2 separate regions of the Sus scrofa genome follow, and region 2 is linked to region 1. Evidence: chromatin contacts called from public Hi-C data. All regions are on one chromosome and are shown on one strand. Each heading gives the region's core, a stretch centred on a gene start, on an enhancer-like site or on the middle of the called end of the contact. The rest is flanking DNA. Distances are from core to core; before and after follow the strand shown. Region 1 overlaps MRPS24 (28S ribosomal protein S24, mitochondrial). Region 2 has its middle 240 kb from the start of TNS3.

Region 1 (5,176 bases), core at 1,389-3,888:
TGGCCTACACCACAGCTCACGGCAACGCCGGATCCTTAACCCACTGAGCGAGGCCAGGGATCGAACCCATGTCCTCACGGATGCTAGTCGGGTTCATTAACTGCTGAGCCACGACGGGAATGCCAATACCTTCTTTTTAAAAGCTTATCATTGGTAATAATTTCACACGATTTCAATGAGCACTCATGTACCTTCACTCAGAATGACCTGTTAACGCTTGGCCCTTTTCACTTAATTGCCCTCTTTCTATCCCTATGCATATTCCAGTGGTTTCTTTTTGCTCCATACTCAATTTACTGCTTATTTGCAGAGTACCAGGCCCGTGGAAAGAACTGAGGTGGAGAGAAAGTGGAAGAGACAAAACTTAGCTAGCAAGAACAGACCAGGCTCGGGCCCGCCTTCTCACTTTTATTCAAATCCAGGAATAATCTGGTCCTTTCACACTGAGTGGACCCTGGCAATTACGAGGTGCTCTCTTCCTAGGCAACCTCACGTTAACTCAATATTCTCATCATTAATGGCCCCATTCAGTTTCCCATAAAGAAACATACCACCCTGCAGGTCCAAGTGGGCCCCAAATTTGCCCAGAGCTCTGCCCATGCTACTGAGGTCCATATTTTCCAGTTTCCAGGAATACTGTCTTGGTGACATAGCTTCAAATCATTGGATCCCCAGCCCCTGGGACAAAAATGCTTGGAGGATGAATGAATCTTGAAACCCAATTTTCATAATCACATATAAAGTCCATAGAGAGCTTTCACGGTGTACAGCTACTCCCACTGACTTCTCTTGGGGCCCTGGGGAGGGTCTGTACTTGTGTTCTCCTTTCACAGAGGATATTAAGATGAGAAGGCGTCCGAGGTCCATCTAGCCAAGGGTTAAAACTGGATCCCACTCAGCAGGTGCCGGACCATTGACCTGCCTGCCTCTCCAGGGCTTCCATCCTTTCTGCATGTTCAGGCTGCATTGATAGCTCCTTGAACAAACACTTTTCAGCCTGTTTTCTTTTCAAAGATTCAAGTTCAGTGTATTCAGATATCTGGCTTCAGCAGTTAGAACACGCTGGAGTCACGGCAGATTCAGTAAGTTGGGTCAATAGAACACAGCTATAATTACAAAATGGCCAGATATGAGAAGAAGCACAACACATTTCCTTGCATTTGGGTTTCTGTGACCCAGGATGTCTGATTGCTTTTAAAAAGCCAAGGCTTCTGGAGTTCCCATGTGGCTCATCGGGCTAAAAACCCAACCAGTATGCATGAGGATTTGGGTTTGATCCTAGCCTTGCTCAGTGGGTTAAGCAGCCGGCATTGGCATGAGCTCTGGTATAAACTGAAGATGCAGCTCGAATCCCGAATTGCTGTGGCTGTGGTGTAGGCCGACAGCTGCAGTTCTGATTCACCCCTAGCTTGGGAAATTCCACATGCCACAGGTGCAGCCCTAAAAAGAAAGAAAGAAGGAAAGCCAAGTCTTCTGAAATCTCCTTCAAGATATCCCTCAGGAGTTCCCGTCGTGGCGCAGTGGTTAACGAATCGACTAGGAACCATGAGGTTGCGGGTTCGATCCCTGCCCTTGCTCAGTGGGTTCAGGATCCAGTGTTGCTGTGAGCTGTGGTGTAGGTTGCAGACGCGGCTCGGATCCCAAGTTGCTGTGGCTCTGGCATAGGCTGGTGGCTATGGCTCCGATTAGACCCCTAGCCTGGGAACCTCCATATGCCGCGGGAGCGGCCCAAGAAATAGCAAAAAGATAAAAAAAAAAAAAAAAAAAAAAAAATCCCCCAAACAACAGAAGTTGAAGAAGACACAGAAAGAAAACCCACCCTCTTCGTGGCTTCCTTTATTGTGAATATCACTGGGCCACAGGGCTCGCAACACAAGCCCTTCTGATGCCAGGAGCTGTGGACATGGGGCGGGCCGGTCCTCTCTGCAGAGTCACACCTCCTGTCACAGGGACCCCAGATGTGGAAAGTGAAGCAGATTTCCCACAGCTAGACAAAACTTCTCAACTTCCCCCCAGTGGGTGGGCGCTAAGAAATTATACTTCTTGGAGTTCCTGTTGTGGCTCAGTGGGTTAAGGATCTGAAATGGTGTCTGTTAGGATTTGGGTTCAATCCCTGGCCTCGCTCAGTGGGTTAAGGATCCAGTGTTAACGTGAGCTGTGGTGTAGGTGCAGCCAAGGATCGGATCTGGCGCTGCTGTGGCTGTGGTGTAGGCCAGCAGCTGTAGCTCCAATTCAACCCCTAGCCTAGGAACCTCCATAAGTCACAGGTGCAGCCATAAAAAGGAAAAAAAAATTATACTTTATTAAAAAAAAAAAAAAAGGGACAAAAAACTGGTCAGACAGACTGAGGTCAGAATGTTCTTGACCTTCTCGATGTTTCTGCCTTACTCAATCATACAGTCGAGGCATAAAAGCAAATCAAGAGGAAGTATGTAAGGAAAAACCCTCCTGGCATCTCTAACTTGCACTGGCTTCCCCAGTGGCCTGGCCAGTTTCCGACGGTGGGGAGTCCCAGAGGGAAGGAAGAGCAATTTTGAGCCTTAGGTGTCAAGAATTGGGTGGGAGCTGCCCAGGGGACAAGGTCCTTCTGCTCAACAACGAGCACGGACTGACGTGGAGTTTTCTCCTGGGCCAAATCGACAAAGCTGAAGCGAGAGAGCTGGGCTGTTCAGGGAGCCAGGCTGGCGAGGAGGAGCCACTGCAGGGCAGAGGAGGCCGGCGGCCCATGCATTTCACCGCAGTGAGCCGCCCAGACAACACTAAGAACCATGCGCGTGTAGGTGGTTATTGATAGCTCCAGGCAGCCCATCCTCCCCGTTGATAAAGACACAAATCTTAATTATGAACAGTTAGGATGAAAAAACAACTGCCCTCAAGTTAGGAAATTCAAACGGATTATTTCCTCAGATCACACCACACAGAAGCGGGTCTGTTCTGTGAAGTTCAGCCGGCTCGGCCTGTTCCGATGCCAAGCACATTCCTGGGTCTATCCCACTCGAGGCCAGCTAGACTTACGTTGCAGAAACTTGAGTTCCCCAGCCAGAGACATACCTGGGAGCCCGGTGAGAGAGGCTGGGCCCTGGCAGCCCTGGCTTTTCATGAATACCCTTTTGATCAGTGCCACATGCAGTGGTCTTTCCAGAAAGAATTGTATTTTCTCACGGTACAAAATGAAGATCAGAGATTGCATTGCTGCTGAAAACGTCCCACATCCTGCTCCAGAACAATGTGTGGGAAGGGCAAAGACACAACCACTGCAAGCCTCCGTCACCCTTTGAGTGAAATGCTTTTCTAAGCTTTAGGAAATCAGTCTGAATGACTATAGGTTATGATTATACGAGAAATCGCAACAGGCTGTGCTGTGTACATAAAAGACTACCAACCATATTATAAATTTAATTTGAAGTTCCCTTTAGCTGGAAGAGTTCTTAAGTCTATAAACAAGATAAATGTGCTTACGAGAGTGAGATAAGATACATCCCTTAAAAGTATGATTATGGGACTTTTGAACTAACAATCTCTTCTCGTCCTTAACTCAGTGGGAATATTTTGGATTTTGTACCATTAGACATGGCACTGGCTTCCCCTCCCCACCCCCCTGCATGCACCTGAGGCATGCGGAAATTCCCAGTCTTGGCATTGAACCCACACTACAGCAGCAACCCAAGCCACAGTAGTTGACAATGCCAGATCTGTAACCCACTGAGCCCCCAGGGGACTCCAGCATTGGCTTTAACTTGAGATACAGTCTTTTTTTAAAAAATTATATCAATTCTTTTTAAAATTAAGAGTATGTTTTTTAAAGTTAGGAATGGAATAAACCCACCTAAGGAGGCAAAGGCCTGTATTCCAAACACTGTAAGACACTAGTGAAAGAAACTGAAGATGACACAAACAGATGGAAAGATACACTATACTCTTGGATTGGAAGAATCAATCCTATTAAAATGACCATACTACCCAAAGCAATCTACAGATGCGATGGAATCCCTATCAAATTACCAATGGCATTTTCCACAGAGCTAAAACAAAATTTTTTTTAATTTATATGAAAACACAAAAGACTCTGAATAGCCAAAATAATCTTGAGAAAGAAGTACAGAGCTGGAGGAATCAGGCTTCCTGGCTTCAGACTATACTACAAAGCTACAGTTTTAAGAACAGTGTGGTACTGTCGCAAAACAGACACATGGTCAATTATCTACAACAAAGGAGGCAAGAATATATAGTGGAGAAAAGACAATCTCTTCAATAAGTGGTCAATAAGTGGTGCTGGGATAACAGGACAGCTGCATGTAAAAGAATGAAATTAGAACATTCTCTAACACCATATACAAAAATAAACTCAAAATAGATTAAAGTCCTAAATATAAGACCAGACACTATAAAACTCTTGGAGGAAAATATAGGCAGAAAACTGTTTGACATAAATCACAGCAATATTTTTTGGATACTTCACCTAGAGTAATGGAAATAAAAAGAAAAATAAACAAATGGAACCTAATTAAACCTAAAAGCTTTTGCATGGCAAAAGAAACCATCAACAAAATTAACAGACAACCTATGGAATGGAATAAAATATTTGCAACAAGGGATTAATTTCCAAAATATATAAACAGTTCATACAGCTTAATATTAAAAAAAAAACAATCAAAAAATGGGCAGAAGACCTAAATAGACATTTCTTCAAAGAAGACATGCAGATGACCACAGGAACATGAAAAGATGCAAAATATCTCTACTTATTAGAGCAATGCAAATGAGGTATCTCCTCATACCAGTTCAGACACTAGAACAGAATGGCCATCATTTAAAAGTCAGAGTTCCTGTCCTGGCTCAGTGGGTAAAGGACCCGATGTAGTCTCCGTGAGGATGCAGGTTTGATCCTCACTCAGTGTGTTAAGGATCCGGTGTTGCCATGAGCTGTGACGTAGGTTGCAGACGTGCCTCGGATCCTGCATTGCTGTGGCTGTGGTGCAGGCCAGCAGCTACAACTCCGATTCGACCCCTAGCCTGGGAAATTCTATTTGCCACAGGTGTGGCCCAAAAAAGAGATTTAAAGGAGAAGATTTCTATTTCTAATTCATGTCAGTTTGGAGCATAAGAAGTACTGATGACTGTTCTCTCTTTCCAAATGTTTGATAACTAACTTAATTTCCTTCAACATTTTCCCCTC
Region 2 (5,176 bases), core at 1,479-3,978, 360 kb before region 1:
ACAAACTTTTCACAAAAGATTTCTTCCTTGCTTAATGCCTTTTTTTTTTGCTAATGTTTACTTTTTAGAGTGGTACTGCATCTCGCATTTTCTTTTGTAATTGAAACACTCCCTACCACCTCTTTCCTGTAAAGCAAAATCTTCTTTCCAGAGGAAAAGTGAGAGGAACAATAACCCCGAAGATAACCAAAAATCGTGGATAGGGATGGAGCAGGGTAGTTGCACGGGTGGCTGTGGGGGTCCCACGGGGGGACCATGGATGGAGGGGGTGCCTGGGGCCCCCGGGAGATCCCTGTGGGTTGGCGATCACTGTGGGGGAGGGGGGTATCAGAAGGAGGCAGGCTTGCTTGACCAGTGGAGGCTCGAGAGAGGCCTCTGGTCATTGGTGGGGGATGGGGTGAGGCCTGCATTCAAGGTCAGACCAAGGGCAGGAGTTTAAGGAGCACCCTTCTGCTGATTTGAAGAAGCACCGTGACAGTCCTCCTTTGACCTTAGAGGGTCAGATACTCTCTTACCGGATACCAAGGAGGAGCTGCTCCTGGAAGAAAGAGGAAGAGGCGGACTTTTCCCAGCCCCACTCCCCTGGGGTGATAAAACTGTAGCCCACCCGACTCTCAGGACAGAGCCTCCTCGCCTGTCCGCTTGCATCTCTCACAAGCATCCCATCTTAATAAATCTATTTCTTGCCTATCCCTTTGTCTCTCACTAAATTCCTTCTGCACTGAGACACAAAGAACCTGAACCTCGGTAAGTCCAGACACGGGGTGAGGGATTCTAGTTTAAAAACTGCAGATTCGGCTCCCAATCTGGCTTCTGGCTGGGTTCGAGTCCAGGCACCTGGGTTCAAGTCCCAAGCTGGGTTCTGACTGAGTGCACGTCATCGGTGCTGTCGGTTTCACCATCACCAGGCTGGCTGCTGCCAGACTTGACGGCTCCAAAATGATCTCCGGAGACACCTCAATCAATAACACTGTCGTCCAAGCTAAACTTATAAGACCCCTTGCTGTCCCCTCTCAAGTCAGGACACAGCTTTGAGGCGTCAGCCTGCCGTGGCCTCCTTTGCCTGGCAAAGCAATAAAGCTGTTCTTTCGGCTTCCCCCAACCCTCTGTCTCCAAGACTTAATTGGTGTCAGTGTGCAGAGGCCACTTTTTGGCTACAAGACCACACCCCAGGAAGCAGAGGTCAGGAAGCAATGGAGCTGGGGAGTCTGAAAGGACCAAGGGTTTAGGGGAAAAATCAGCATCCCTAAGACAGGACCAGATGGAACGGAGAACAGACTCAGACTCTCAGACTGTCAGACAGACATTGGGTGAAAACAGAGCAGAGGTCATGAAATGAAGGCGCGGACCAGGCTCCACTTAAGAGAGGGTGGAAGGACAGGAAAACAAGGAAAGACAGCACAGCGAGATGAAGACGTCAAAGATGCAGGAGCAGGTGAGAGGCGGGAGGACGAGAAGCCCAGCTCTCAATAAGGACATTTCCAGAAGACGGGACTGACCAGGAGGGACGCCCATCGCCCTGAGTCACCAGTGTCCGTGCTTCCATCGCTGGACCTGGGGGCGGGGTGAGATCCTCCTTGCATCCCCAGCACCTGACCCAGAGCAGGCGCAGAGGGGTCTGGAAGCATGTCTGGCAGGACCCTGAGTAGTACCAGCCAAGGGACGCCTCCTGGTCCTGGGGTTGGGGGGGCGGGGATTCAGGCAGAAGGACGAAGACTGCAGTGGGCCCTCCGGTGTGGGGACAAAGACAGCCTGGGGCTGGACCAATAAGGGAAGCCAGGTCAATTTTAAGGGTAATAAGGTTGTAGATAATAGTTAATCCTATTCCTGTCTTGGAATGAGTCACTGGCACCATGTCTCCTCGGATTCCAGGTGGAGAGGTTCACGGTCCCTCGGCCAGCTGGGGTCTGGGGTCAGGTACCCAGTCCCTGAGACAGCCTCTGCTTGGGAAATAGCCTTTTTTCCCCCATTTCTGCGGAGCTGGGGAGCGTGTGTGTGTGAGAGCCCTCCAGGACTGAGCAGGGTCCCCAGCAGCCTGGCCTCGCGTGTCTGGCAGCAGGTCCCCTCCCCGCGTGGGACGGAGACGCTCTGTGCAAGCCCACAAGTTAATCGTGCAAAGTTCCCCAGCACCCAGAAAGCTCTGGAAGACCCCCGCCACTTTCTCGCCTGGCCGAGCAGGTGCGCGCCGGGTTCAGATGGGGCGGGGGGCGCAGGGCAGCCTTCTTGGGGTTCCCGTCTATTCCGGATGAAGCCACCTCCACCAGCATCCCGTTTTCCGGCCCGGGGTCCCTGCTGGCGCCCCCATCCCCTCCCGGGAAAGTTCTGGAGCACCCAGCCTGGCTCAGGACCCAGTGGGCGGTCCGCGAGCCCCCACCGGTCCACCGATCTCGTCCGCCCCCAGCCCCGGGCCCAGCCTCCGTTCTCCGCGAGGATCCCTCCTCCTCCGCTCCGCGCAAGTCCCGCGGGGCGCGCGCCCCCTGCCGGCCACTCCGGAGCCCTGCGCAGACCCTGCCCGGAGCGCTTACTAAGGCGTTTTCCATAATATAAAAGATTTCAGCATTCGAGCCATTTCTGAAAATACAAAAGGGGGGATACCCCCTCCACACACACACTCTGGCACAACTACAGTTACCATTCTGTGTTTTCCTCTAAAGCCTTCCTTCCACAGTGCTTGTGCTTCCACACATGACAGCAGTGATAGGAAAGCGTCCGCGGGCAGCCGTTGGGCAGGTGAACAGTGGGCGGCAGTCTACCAATTCCCAGGAGCCAATGGGAATTTCAAATTCTGCAAAGGCACCGCCCACTTTCTCTAAATCCACAGCATTAACGTGACTTCAACCCCGCAATCCCGGTCCTTGTGAGCTGCAGGCTCTGTTAGCCACTCCTGCCACCCTTGCTGGGCAGCAGGAAGGTCCTGGAGTCCCGGTGACCCAGTGTGGTCCCTGCTGGCCGCTGAACACAGACGGCGCTGAAACTCTTTGGTGCCTGTTGCTGGTGGTCACTGCGGTTTGAGGTTGATAAGGACCTCCAAGCCACATTAGCAAACAAGCACACACACACACCTGCACACACACCTGCGCGCACACACACTCACAGTACTCCATAGCGCAGTCCCCCTCTTCCAAAATCACTGGCCCCAGTGGTGGCGGGGGGGGGGGGGGGGGGGAGGAGGAAGATGGGCCAGGATGCAGCCTCCGAGCCGGGGGACACAGTCCCCTCTGGTCTGCTGCTGCAAAGCCAGGAAGGGAAGGCATCTTCCCCCAGCAGTGAGTTTAGCCCCGCAAAGCCCTTGCTCCTGGGAGCACGAAGAGAGGTCAGCAATTCTCCTGACTTCCTTCCACGTTTCTCTGTGTTTGTACAAAGAATGTGCCCCTTATCTTATACCCGGGCCTGGCCACCTCCCTGGGTTAGGCTGCCCCAAAAGCCTGAGGGAGAGAAAGGGGAGGAGGAGGGAGGGCTGAAGTCGGGCTGTGCTCAGGCTCTTAACCTCATCCTCCGGGATGATCTGGTTCTGCCGGCAAATTTGTCCCCCAGCTGCCATCGGTTTTCTCAGCCCTGCAGCAGGGCGTCCCTCTTAAAAATCACTCTAGTCGGTTGTTTGGAGGCGTGTGTGAGATAATGCCCAGCACAGAGTAAATGCTCAATAAAGTTTAAGGATTAATATTGCTCAGAAAACGCACTGGGCCGCCATCCAGAAATGTGGCCTAATATTTTGTATTTATTTTTACCTTTACATACAATGAAATCCTTGTCTTACTGGTGTACAGCTCCATGAGTTTTTTTTTTCCCTTTTCCTTTTTATTATTGTACGTGTGGCATATGGAGGTTCCCAGGCTAGGGGTAGAATCGGAGCTGCAGCTGCCAGCCTACACCACAGCCACAGACAACACCAGAAGCGAGCCACATCTGCAAGCTGTAACACAGCTCACAGCAATGCTGGATCCTCAACCCACTGAGTGAGGCCAGGGATTGAACCTGCAACCTTGTGGATACTAGTCGAGTTCTTAACCCTCTGAGCCACAGCAGGAACTCTTAATTATATACATATATATATATATATATATGTCTTTTGATGGCTGCCCCCGCAGCATATGGAGGTTCCCAGGCTAGGGGTCCAATCAGAGCTACAGCTACCGGCCTACACCACAGCCACAGCAACGCTGGATCCAAGCCATGTCTGCGACCTACACCACCGGATCCTTAACCCACTGAGCAAGGCCAGGGATTGAACCTGCAACCTCATGGTTCCTAGTCAGATTTGAATCCGCTGTGCCGCGACGGGACCTCCTTAATTATATATTTTTTAAAGATAAATCTAGGAGTTCCCGTCGTGGCGCAGTGGTTAACGAATCCGACTAGGAACCATGAGGTGGCGGGTTCGGTCCCTGCCCTTGCTCAGTGGGTTAACGATCCGGCGTTGCCGTGAGCTGTGGTGTAGGTTGCAGACGCGGCTCGGATCCCGCGTTGCTGTGGCTCTGGCGTAGGCCGGTGGCCAAAGCTCCGATTGGACCCCTAGCCTGGGAATCTCCATATGCCGAGGGAGCGGCCCAAGAAATAGCAACAACAACAAAAAGACGAAAGACAAAAAAAAACAAAAAACAAACAAAAAAAAAAGATAAATATAGCTAGAAATAACTAAGTGCCAATTCCCTATAGGTACTTTTATAACCTGTGTGCGTGGATTCACTCCTGTGGTTCTCAGAACGCCCTTGTCACGGAAGCACTACTTCTGGTCCCATCTGACAAAGGAGAAAATTGGTCTGGTCAAGTAGCTTGTCAAAGTCACAGAGTGAGTAAGCGACAGACCCAGTCTTTGAAGCCAGACAACACGGCTGCGGCTTCCCCACGCCCCACATCAAGACAACTCAGTTTATTCCATTTCATTCGCCGGCTCTCTCCCCGCTGCTTAGCAGCCAACAGAGACCCGCAAGGTCTGTTTTGCCTGCTGTAGTAAACTCTGCTGCCACCAGGGGGCGATGCTGCCCACGATGGTCTCAGCCACCACCGTATTCAGCGCAAATCCTCGGAGACTGTGGCTCTGTTCAGCTGGACTCTTCCTGTGCAAATGGAAGGCCAAGTGCAGGAGAGAGATTGCTCACTGGGCAAGGGTGTGAAAGGACAGCCTCTCAGGGCCACAGGGAGGATATACGCTCTAGGATTGACGGCTGGGTTCTCA

Evidence for each region. Hi-C and Micro-C count contacts between places; a contact is called where the count stands out from the background.
Region 2: a Hi-C map of omental adipose tissue shows a contact between it and region 1, with 2.4 times the contacts expected there. The contact joins two enhancer-like sites. A contact is called at or near these places in 26 of 47 Hi-C or Micro-C datasets (adipose tissue, alveolar macrophages, brain and 15 more) and 1 of 2 datasets of contacts at active chromatin or transcription factors (alveolar macrophages).

What each region holds. Positions count from the first base shown.
Region 1 is chr18:48,841,048-48,846,223 of Sscrofa11.1, reverse strand. All of the region lies in intron 4 of MRPS24 (28S ribosomal protein S24, mitochondrial), which reads right to left. Among named protein-coding and RNA genes, the nearest start is that of MRPS24, 18 kb to the right of the region's middle. Within about 2 kb of position 2,638, at least 5 of the 83 cell types and tissues checked have an H3K27ac peak or open chromatin away from gene starts, as enhancers often do. A contact at or near this core is called in omental adipose tissue, where this site is marked.
Region 2 is chr18:49,199,728-49,204,903 of Sscrofa11.1, reverse strand. No RefSeq gene overlaps it. Among named protein-coding and RNA genes, the nearest start is that of TNS3, 240 kb to the right of the region's middle. Within about 2 kb of position 2,728, at least 13 of the 83 cell types and tissues checked have an H3K27ac peak or open chromatin away from gene starts, as enhancers often do. A contact at or near this core is called in omental adipose tissue, where this site is marked.